2 separate regions of the Gasterosteus aculeatus genome follow, and region 2 is linked to region 1. Evidence: chromatin contacts called from public Hi-C data. All regions are on one chromosome and are shown on one strand. The core of a region is the stretch at or near the end of the contact, and the rest is flanking DNA. Distances in the headings are between cores, read along the strand shown. Region 1 overlaps LOC120809945 (transmembrane protein 266). Region 2 holds the start of pstpip1b (proline-serine-threonine phosphatase interacting protein 1b).

Region 1 (5,816 bases), core at 1,059-3,558:
AATTGGTGAAATTGAATATGGTGGTATTCTATTTAGTGTGTGGCTACCAGGGCCTTGGCCCACCTTAATGGACCACTGGCAAGTCAAAATGGCTGCTGTAAAAAGGGCCTCTTGTATTGGGAATAGCTTTCTCTACCAACCCCCATCCCAGCACCGCTGGACCCTGTCCTACCGCAGTGCCCATTTACACCCCTGATGCCTTTTCACTTCATCTGCATCATCAGTTACAATGGTAACAATTCTTCATCCGCGATGTAGAACTGATACCTCACCCGTCCAATTTATAGTTCAGATTTGAACTAAAAGGACCTTGGCATGTCACCTCTCTTTTCTCCACAAAAAGGTGACAGCCCAGTATCTTGACAGTCACAGAAAGAAGGGCAAAGCCTTTTTACGTGTGCTGGACAGCCCATTTTTTAATCTTAAGACTCATGTGTTATTAATTGTGAAGTGATTGTCTCAGTCTTGTTTTAGTGAGTGCAATGCCTTCTCTCCAGGGGTGGCTCAAGGATTAATATTTTAGACTGAAAAATAAATGAAATTACCCATCAGAGTCTGCAGCGTGTCCCGGGGGACAGGGGCTAGCACTCAGGGTACTCTGGGTTCGCACTCAGCCAGCGGACAGTGAGCTCAAGACCAATCAAGCGCACGGAGGAAGCATAGCGGATCACAGCCATTCACTGCGCACGCAGAGGTCTGCTAGACTGGAGGGGTCTGCGCCTGAACAAAGAGCTCCCACTCTCTCTCTCTCTCTCACACTCTCTCTCTCTCTCTCTCCCGCTCTCTTTTATTTTCACTCACTCCTCTTATCCCTGAAAAAACCAAGCCCACCCTGTCCCAGTTTATTTCTGGTGCACTAGGGTGCAGCTAATGCACTGCGTAGCAGTGCTTGATCCTGACCGCTTGACAATGAAGTACCTGTGGCCCGGGGCATAAGACATCTCTGTCAATATTATGTTGTAAACACAGGAGATATTTTCCATTTGCACTACTTTGTGCGGTTAACACAGAAACAGACCTGACAAAAAGGCGTGCAATCCAATTGCATGTTCTACCACAGAGAGAAGTAGCAGTCAGTCACGCTATGTTTCAACATAATTCAACAGTATTGGTCCTTTTCACTCGGATCCATTTCTGTACTATTGTTGAATATAATATTTGAGTAGTATTTAATTTCTTTCTTTCTTTTTGTATTTATCTACGATCCAAAATGTTAAAAACCAGGCATTTTTATTTAAACTGAGATGACAGTGAAAAAAAAGAGTTACAGTGATAACATGCATATGTTATAAAACATGTAGTAGAATGAAAGAGTAAATGCTCCCCTCATATGGATTACGTTTAACAAAATTTGGTCACTATAGCAACATGTCTGGGTGTTGTTATTCACTTGAATGGTTAATATGTGTATTCATTATTATCTCAGATCCAGTTGTGCGTGATGACATGAACAACTACATCAGCCAATACTACAGTGAAGCGAGCAGCGGTAAGTGTCTATGAGCATAGATTTTTATACATACCTCTCCATGTTCATGTAAATAAAATTACAGTAAGCGAAACAGTTCATCAAAAACTACTTTTGGGGCGGTTAAAAGGATGTTAAGTAAAAGGTGATAGGACTAAACTTCTTAGGTCTGGTCATAGAATTAGCTGATGCAGGTTATTGCCTTACAGGTTGACACACTGAATATCTGTCGAGATAGAAATATTCTAATATAAACTCAGAACTTAACTTATTCAGCCTGGCTTTACCTAGGCACATATATTAATTATTAAGGTGACTTTCTCATACTGTAATCAAGCTTTGGTGATATAACTGACAAACAGTAGACTGTTAGAGCAGGTGTCCACATAGCGTCTTTCCTATTGATGCAACTCATCCTCCTCAAAAGTCTTTACTTGGAAAAAGAGCCTATGCAATTTTTGTGTTTGAAGAAATTAGCTTATTTGTTTTATGTGGTTTGACCCTTTTCTAAAAATAAATGCATTGTTTTTAAAGACGCTGGAGCTTCTGGCTTGGGTGCCCAGGCTATCACCAGGGCATCCATCGACGTCCACCTCCCCATCAACCTAAATCCCAATCAGCCAAACCCGATGCTTGCGATGGAGCGAGTGGGCAGCGTGGTAAGTGACGCCTCAACCAGCATGTCGCGGTCCAGCGGCAGCCTTACAGCTCGCCCGCTCAGCCTGAGTAGCCACACCCCGGGTTCATCCATGACAGACTGCAGCAGCAGCACAGCTCAGGACCTCGGTCTGAGCTACAGCACCCACCGCTGCTGTCCTCCGTCCTACTCAGGCCAGGACGCCTGCAGAGACCCCGGCATGGTGGTTCAGGAGCTACTCTTCTCCATCTCTGAGGACTCCTGCCTTGCTCGAAAGGGCCTGGCAGTGGACCCTGTCAACCTCAAGCTTCCCAGCCCCACTGGCTCAGAAAGGGCCAGCCCCGAGCTGGACAATAGAATAAACCTCTTCAACTGCAGGAACCAAGAGGAGAGACGAGGCAGGGCAAGGGGTTGTGTGCTGTTGCAGACCAAGCCGCTGATCCACCTGCAGAGCAGCACCACCGAGCCGTCCCTGGAGGAGAAGTACCGGCTCCTGGGACCAGCTGACACACCTCTGGGGAACTTACCTGATACATAGGCTGCATATACACAGAAACAGAAGTATTATCCTTTACTTTACTGCCTCCTTGTGTGGCATCTACCTGAAGTTTGTGGCAGGTTAAAGCTTATGAGAAGCACATTATATTATTAATATTTTTCTTTGAGCCAAAACTGATGCTCCTTAACTTCACGTGTTCAAAAGTCGAATAGTAGAAATGATAATAGGAACTCATAGGCCCTTTGCCATAATGTCCAATCTCCCATGTTCCTCATTGATGTTTTCTTTTTTTACATCAGAAATTCCCTGATATAGCACAACAACGACTGTAACATCCCAGCTGGGGCCCCTGATCAGGAATTCTCACTTTGAAAAGGTCTGAAAATGCTGTGCACTTTGAAAATGCACTGAACTTTAAATGAATCAAAACCAGCAAGGGGCCACTCAAAAACTTTAAGTCTGAACCGTGTCCTCTGTTCTTTGAAATGTAATAGTTGAATGGATTTTTTTCTATTGCATTTGTGTTGTTATTTTGTTTCTCTCAATTTGTATGGATCAACTTTCGGATCAGGCATGCTGTTCTTTGTCAAACAGCTACAGGGTACATAAGACTGGCTTAACTATACAAACAGCCAATTTGTATTTAACCTATGCCTTTTTATCACCCATTTGTTTGATTTGTAACAATGGACCACCATCAGTAGTTATTAAATAGCATTTTTATTTACTTGTTCAAAAAACGTTAGTAGGGTATATTTGTGTGGTTGAAATGAAAAGTTAAGTAACTGGATTCTTTACATGAAACTGAGTGCTTGTAGCATGAAAGACATGTGCCCAAAATGGCAAGCAAATTCTTTGCACTTTAACGTTTACAGACACGTTTGTAAACTTGATATGGAGGAAGTTATTGCCAAACGCAGGTGATGTCATTTGAATGAAAATAGCAAAAATAAAAATGAGTATTTCCTTAACGTTTCTCAGTTTACTGAAATTGAAGCAATAATAAGCACGATAAAACTGATAACTACTGAGTGGCCTCTAATCAAATATGTTCTTCTCACAGGCTCCTTGTTACACACTGCACTGTACAACATTATTTCATTAGTATCTTCTCATTATGTGCATAATATTTTGAGATACCTAAATTATTTAAGGTTATTAACATTGAAAGACCTGTCAAAACAATTGCTAATTGGTCAAGTCATTGTACGCGTGTCGTGAGAATCAACCCCCCTAATTACTCTCTCATATGATTAATTCAAAAGATAAACTGCTGTACCATTTTGTTGCTTGTCAAATGTTTACAAGTATCCAGAGAATGTTTTAATTGTTAATAACTATTATAGCTACAACTAAGCTACCAACACAAGGATTTTAGAAGTAACAATACATAGAGATATAAAGATATGATGGGATACGGTCTAACTGAGCAGAGAATCACTCTGTGTGTGTGTGATGTGTTCCATGCTTCTCTTTGCTCTGTTATCCTTTGGTGCATGTTAGTTCACGTGACGCCCTCCTGGCTAAGTCTCGCTCAAACAGGAACAGGAACAAATACTGTTGTGGGTCTCAGAATAATATTATCAGTACTGCAGTTCTTTTTCAAGACAAATGAAAGAATCTGTGAGGGGTCAGGACTTCGACTCAGGTGCAGAGCAATAAGGCAACAGAAAATTCTTTCAAGGTTTGGAATCTTTTACTAGGAGAGTAAACTAATGCAAAACAAAGGGGGCACAGGCAAAGGCGGAATCCTCACGCTCTTGTAGAAAACAAAAAGGAAGAGAGCCTGGCAACAAAGTAGAAACAAGATTACAAAAACAGCACTGGGAATTTAACAACAAACATGTACCTCTAGGAACGACAAAAGATAACCTGACACAGACAAGTGGGGAACTGAGGCTTAAATACAGGTGGGGGTGATTACAAACTAAACTCAGCTGTGGGGGGAAACTAGATACAGGAAGTGCCGTGGTTACAAAAATAAAACAGGAAGTTAATCTTCAGTCTCTTCGAGTCGTCACAGTACCCCCCCCTCTAGGGGCGTCTCCAGACGACCCAGCGTGCTCGGGAAAGCGTCGATTGAAATCCCTGATGAGGGATGGGTCCATGATGTTGCCCGCCGGTTCCCACGACCTCTCCTCTGGGCCGTACCCCTCCCAGTCCACTAAGTACTGACAGCCCCTACCCCGCCGTCGGACTGCCAACAGTCGCTTCACGGTATACACGGGGCCCCCGTCGACGAGTCGGGGGGGCGGAGGGGGTCTGGAGGATGGGACCAGGGGGCTCTCCTTGACTGGCTTGACACGGGAAACATGGAACGTGGGGTGAATTCTCATGGTTCTGGGGAGGCGAAGACGGACGGCTGCCGGGTTGATCACCTTGATTATTGGATAAGGGCCAATGAACTTCTGGGCCAACTTGCGGGACTCCACCCGAAGAGGTAAGTCCTTTGTAGACAGCCAGACCCTTTGTCCAGTTCGGTAACGGGGAGCAGGACTCCGATGCTGGTTTGCCCGCCTCTGGTACTGCGCCGATGCGCGAAGTAGGGCGCACCTCGCTCTTTTCCAGGTGAGGTGGCATCTGCGGACAAGGGCATGGGCCGAGGGAACCGAAACCTCCCCCTCCAGGTTGGGGAAGAGTGGGGGCTGATAGCCATACACGCACTGGAAGGGCGAAAAACCTGTGGCAGAAACGGGTAAAGAGTTATGGGCATATTCTATCCAGATGAGATGCTTACTCCATGCCTTGGGGTTCTGCGAGACTATGCAGCGCAACCCAGTCTCCATCTCCTGGTTGTATCGCTCTGTCTGGCCATTGGACTGGGGGTGATACCCAGATGATAGGCTGGCCGTGGCCCCAACCAGAGAGCAAAACTCCTTTCAAAAGTGCGACGTGAATTGCGGGCCCCGGTCAGAAACGACGTCCTGCGGGAGACCATGTAGCCGAAAAACGTTAGACAGGAGAGCCTCTGCCGTCTCCTTGGCGGAGGGTAATTTTCTCAGGGGGATGAAGTGAGCCATCTTAGAAAACCGGTCAATGACTGAGAGGATGACTGTATTACCTTCAGAGACTGGGAGACCAGAGACGAAATCAATGGAGATGTGGGACCATGGCCGCCGGGGGGTGGGGAGAGGCCGGAGTAAGCCAGCTGGTGGACGACGTGAGGGTTTGCTCTGGGAGCAGACAGGGCATGCAGCAACATACTCCCTCAC
Region 2 (5,860 bases), core at 926-3,425, 95 kb after region 1:
ATGCCTTCTGGTCATGTTGGTATGTGTGCCCACGCTGCCTTAATCCCAGTACCCAGAGAATCACATCGACGGACTAACAGGAGAGCGGAAACACGAGGATCCGATCGATCAACATCGGAGTTCTTCGCAGTGATGCTGAGGATTAAGAGAGCTAATAAATGTTTCATTCAAAGCCGGACCAGGATCAAACGGTAGAAAGGCCCCCGGCTCGCTCTCCTCCTCCTCCTCTTCCTCCTTTAGCTGTTGGTTCTCAGCTGTATTGTGACAGCCACTACAGATTGTCTCACTAGCAACTACAGGCCGTGCCCTTGTGCCTACACATCATTAGATCTCCATCTGTCATCTTACTAACAGGTTCCCACTAATTCCCAAGGACTCACTCCATTGCATTCCTATCCAACAGCCAGCAGCAGTCAGCTGCAGACTACGATCCCGACCCGTTCGGTCCGGAGCCTCTCTTCTCTTTCACTTTTTTCTCCTTATAGCTTCATCCCTCTCCTCTTGCATCCTGTTTGCCAATCCTCGCCTCGAGATTCAATGCTAGCGTCAACAGTCAACAGGGTATTAGTAAGTACGGAGGTTTGAGCATGTGTGAGAGACAGGTCAAACACGCATATACAATACAAACCGAAGCGACCGGACGGAAGCTGCTTCTCATAGCAGCTCACATGGAACACAGGCACACAAAATCAATATCAATACTGCAAAATGTTGCAGATAAATGGATCTGCAACATTGACGTTTAAAATACAAATTATAATGAGAAAGCACAGAAAGATGTAGTGGCTAATGGCAGCGACGTTGACACCGGTCCCAGCAAATGGGCTTTGTGGCTGTGTGTGTAACTCTATCTGTAGAGGGGGAATACAGCAGTGGTTGGGTAATGGAAAGGTCATTTAGCCAATCCCCCAGGTAGGGGGGCCGGTCTGACACGGCTCGTTTGTCACAGTTCAATAACTGCCACTCCAGGGAGTGTGAGGGAGAGAGAAAGAAAACGAGTGAGAGAGGGGTGGGACACTTAAGTGTATTTGTGTGTGAGTGTGTGGCCTGGCGTACCCTGGTGTGTGATAGTGTGCTCAGACGCAGGCAGCACAGCTGATTCCCAGAGCTTGTCCCTCCATTAGAGGCCTCAAACGGGGTCACAGCAAAGGCCAAGCACCACAGAGTCAGGCATCTCGACTTGAAAACTCGTTGGGAGCCTCGGCCTCGGACTTAAACCGCTAAATGTTTCTAAGTGGGACGGCGGAATTAATATAATTGTAAATGGACGAAATGCTCACTCCATAAGGATAGATAGCTGGCCAGGAATGAACTAACTTCCTTCATTTGAAGTATCGGAAAAATTCATTCATTTATGAGAAGTCTATTTTGTGGGTAAATAGTTTTCACAGGAAATCATTCTTGAATAAATCATGCAAAATAAGATCAAACCAAACAGTCAATAAATCAAACTGGCCAGTGTAATATATGTAGAATTGCACCTCAAAGTGCTTCATAATTTATTTATTTTTATTTTATTGTCAGTTGGCTGTATTGATCAGTACTGTCCCTTTTACAACCTCTGTCTCGTAAGATGTGTGAATGATCTCTCCAAAGATTTTCACACGTTTCATTGAGTGACGGGTGAGAGACACCACACTCTGTCCTTCTGCTCACTTTAAAAATCAATAATACGCTTCTAGGTTGACGTGTCCACATATCGTCCCAGAAAGACGCCTGAGGCACAGATTTGTTTTCAGCTCAACCGGATTGAAGGATTTGTGATTTTATCTTGGGCCCCAGAGATTTAAGAACTACCGACTCCATAATGGAAGGGTTTCATCCCATGTAATACTTGGAGGCTTCTTTGATATTTTTTAGAAAGGTCTGTGTCTCCCTCTTGTGTTCATCACAGGAATGCGCACGACAACGTTCTTATATGGACATTAAATATGCGTTTATATGTAACATATATTCTTACATGTGTTACATATCCGAGATAAAATCACGAATATATATATATATATATTTGTGATATGATGTTGGATTATATATATATATATATATATATATATATATATATATATATATATATATATATATATATATATATATATATATGTAACACAGCCATCTGAAGCTGAGACTTTTGAGTTAGAGATGCCGTGTCACACATTGGCTGAGCTGGCTGCGGTCAGTGACATCATGGGACAGAAGCTCTTCCTCATTCTTAATGACTCGCCGACAGTCAGGCTGCTCACCGCCTGAGCACAGTTTAGTCGGCCCAAAACAACTTTATTCAAGTTGTCGGTGAGCGATTGACTTCAGTGACAAAGAGGTGAATGAAGTTCAGGCTGAGGAAGGGTTCCGTGCACGGAGGAAACAACTGAGATGACACCTTTGATGTTTAAAGATGCTTTCTGGGTGAGTTGGGTTTTGGTGCTCTAACGTCTCGCTGTGGTTGGGATTAGTCCTTGAAACTGAAAGTGCAGGGGGTCTTTGCAGTCTCGCTGTCATCAAAGTTCATTTTCCTTATTTTAGAATTCACGTTGAGTAAAAGTAAAAGTGCCTAAAAAAGAATTGACTACCATTAAACTCCCCACCAGTGACAGTGTAGGAGTAAATGTACATGTTATAAAATAAAAATGCCTTTAAGCCTTAAGTCCTCTCAATACACAAAGAGAGTACTTAAGTACTAAGTTACCTCAATGCATCAAACTACTTACTGTCAATATGCTCCACTCTTGGCAGAATGGCAGTTTCATGAGGTTCCGAGCATGCTGCATTTCATAAAAACTACTTTTTGCTCAATGCTAGTTCTGCTTTTTAACCACACGGGTTCCCCAGGATTGAGTCAATAACTTGTTGCAACTATTGTTGATAAATCTCCAGTATCCAGTATTCCTCTAAACCTTTTCTACGTCTTCCAAATACAGGGGTCCAGCTTCACCTGTCACGCCGGGTACGACGCTGTAATCCAAAGGTTGCGAGATGGAAAGCAAATGTGTAAAGATGTGGAGGAGCTTTTAAAGATGAGGTAACCGAAACCATCACAAAATTCAAAATGATGTCGTGCAATTCTGTTACCATAACATGTATCATACAGCACCACAACTGCGTGACAAGTCGCGCGTCCCGTTTTGTTAGGACAAAGACAACGCAGTTCACACGGTGTTGCATCTGTGTTCTTACTTCTCAGGACGCTCGCAGAGGAGAAGTATGGGAAGGAACTGGTGACTATTGCCCGCAAAGCGGGGGGACACACAGAGATCAGGTAAACACATCCGCATCCTGGTTACGAGTCGTGCTGTACACTTTGTATATAAGACAGCATACCCCATGTGACTCGTTGACACGCCAGTCATGGGTCTGTGAGTGATTTCTTTGTTTAAAAAGGAAACAACATGATTTGTGTGTGAGATGGAAAGAGAGAGAAGGGAAAAGAAGGTTTGCTGTGTGTTAATGTATCGATCCGACTGCCTACTGCCTACTTATACTGTATGTTGCCCGACTTCCTGTTCCCGTTGTGTCACAAGCAGTCAGACATTTACTTCTTACCGTCTTAAATGTGCATTGCTCTTCCAGCACCCTGAGAGCAACCTTTGACCTATTGAAGACAGGTAAGTCAACGAAGCCACGGACAAATCACACCAAGGTGCTAAAAAGTGCTGCGTTCTTTTTCTGCGTCTGTGAATGTGTAGAAGTGATTAATTTAGGTGTTTTTGGCTGCAGAAATTGAGAACGTTGGTAACTTTCACATCCAGCTGGCCGATATACTGAAAGAGGAGGTGAAAAAGATTGAGACATTCCGAGAACGGCAGAAAGAACACAGGAAGAAGGTATTTAACTGTACAGTATAGAGTTGAGGTTTCATTTCCCTGATGACCATGATGTAACGTTTGCTGGCTTTCTTCAGCTTGGCTTTATTCTTATACTTATGTGAAAATTGTATCTATTGCTAAGATTATTTAAATCCCTTTTTTGGGATAATACACATTTATAGATATTTACAAACCATGTAATCACAAAGAAATGCAGGCACCACTCGAATTCTTAAGAGTCCACATTAAACATTCCATTTAGGTGAAGTTAGATGAAGTTAGATGAATAGATGAAATTTCACCATTGTGCTTCTGCTCATAGTTCCAAAGCATCATGGAGAAGGTTCAGAAGAAAAAGGTTTCTTTGTACAAGAGGACGGTGGAAGTAAGTGACATCATAAGATGATGTCATTTCATTTAAGACATTTGGCATCAAATCAACAATCCAACACGACTTTTTTTTGTCATTGTTGAGCAGTTTTCGTGGACTGGTTTCTGTTTCTTACAGTCTAAGAAGAACTATGAGGCGAGATGCAGAGAGGCGGACGAGGCAGAACAGGGAGCCGAGAAGACAACTACTTCCTGCAAAAACTCAGAAAAGGTTTATTAAGTAAACTGGCCCACTAGAAGTGTGATGCAGACCAGTTGGCAGTTTTAAGGAATTCAAACATTGACTTACATGTGGCATATTGCTTTTTACCCCAAACTGCAAGTTTACTGGTGAAACTTCCCTGTAATTGGGCACAGTGATGCAATAATGCAACGTCTAGCAAAGAGGAACTGAAGTATGTTTAACAGCCAGTTTAACATCGGAAGTCAGAATTTTTCGTTAATTCAATCCATGGCATATCCCCCAAATGACTACGATAATCTTTAGACTTTTGCATAGTAAAGAAAAGGGCCAAAGACATATTTTGGAGGGTCTAGCATACTTGGGCCGTATGATGTTTTAATTTGAAGAAGTCTCAGCAGTTTCTGACAAGAGCTTGTTTCACTTGCCATGTTTGTTGTTTCCTTCGTTTTTATTATTCATACAACTTTATTCTCAGATGCGTAACAGGGCTAAGCAATGCAGACAGACAGCCAATGAAGCAGGTAAGGCCCACAAGCATGTTTCAACTCTACAATTTCTATATTGAACCTGCACAACTAAGCCTCTATCTTCATACAACTTCCAGTACAGTCATCACATATTATAGAAGCTGCGAAGAAATTTGCACCTTGCAGGCTTTACAAATGAACTTGTGTTTGTTGCTGTGTTTCATTTCTTTACTACAAACGTATCTAATCACTACAATCGCTCACAGAGAAGCTGTACATTGCCAACATTGATCAGCTAGAGAGTGTTCGGCGGGACTGGAAGGAAACACACAAGAGCACATGCGAGGTAAAGTGGACTACATTCTCTATAACACGCGCTGCTGTCTGTCTTAGTCATAAACCACGACGAGGGCTTCTAGCCACACAGACTAGAACTCGTAATCGTCACATCCTCTGCTTCACCGCTGACAAGTGAGGAACTACACATCTTGCAGTCGGCATGCTAAAAATGGAACAATAATAAACCCACAACCATGTTCAAAGTTGAGCTCTGCTGTGGTTTTTTCGATGTATGCAGTCAGCCATTTCTAATACAGCGATCTGATACTGCCGGCGTGGTGTCATGCAGAATAACAAGTGGTGAAGAAATGAAAAGTCATTGGTACAGTAGAAACAGAGTGCATGTTTCTCAGGTGTTCCAGCAAATGGAGGGAGATCGAATCCGCATGCTCAGGTGTTCTCTGTGGGACCACTGCAACCATTTATCCATGCAGTGCGTCAAAGATGATGAGGTGAGCTCACTTTCTTTAGTTAAATACATTGAAATGGATATAAACTCTACTTAAAAAGGGACAGTTCATCCCAAAGTCCAAAATGCACGTGTAGTGATATTAACAATGTAGATAGTTTTGATGTCAATTGCAAAGTTTTGTAGTTGGGATTCCCAGAGATCTTTACCGTCTCTGGAACATACTAGTTTCACGTAGGAACCATGATTGAAATGATATAGTTCCTACTCC

What was found. A called contact is a pair of places that touch in the nucleus more often than the background predicts.
Region 2: a contact with region 1 is called in a Hi-C map of skeletal muscle, with 2.4 times the contacts expected there. The contact joins the promoter of pstpip1b here to the enhancer-like site in region 1.

Annotation. Positions count from the first base shown.
Region 1 is chr12:16,678,038-16,683,853 of fGasAcu3.hap1.1, forward strand. LOC120809945 (transmembrane protein 266) reads left to right here. Exons shown (of 11, transcript XM_040164099.2): 10 at 1,427-1,489; 11 at 2,003-3,575. The coding sequence ends at 2,643. Among protein-coding and RNA genes, the nearest start is that of isl2b, 19 kb to the right of the region's middle. Within about 2 kb of position 2,309, at least 1 of the 9 cell types and tissues checked has open chromatin away from gene starts, as enhancers often do.
Region 2 is chr12:16,773,408-16,779,267 of fGasAcu3.hap1.1, forward strand. pstpip1b (proline-serine-threonine phosphatase interacting protein 1b) reads left to right here and starts at 2,176. Exons shown (of 15, transcript XM_040203706.2): 1 at 2,176-2,403; 2 at 2,916-3,016; 3 at 3,179-3,253; 4 at 3,565-3,599; 5 at 3,712-3,818; 6 at 4,123-4,185; 7 at 4,309-4,401; 8 at 4,850-4,895; 9 at 5,108-5,187; 10 at 5,534-5,632. The coding sequence starts at 2,371.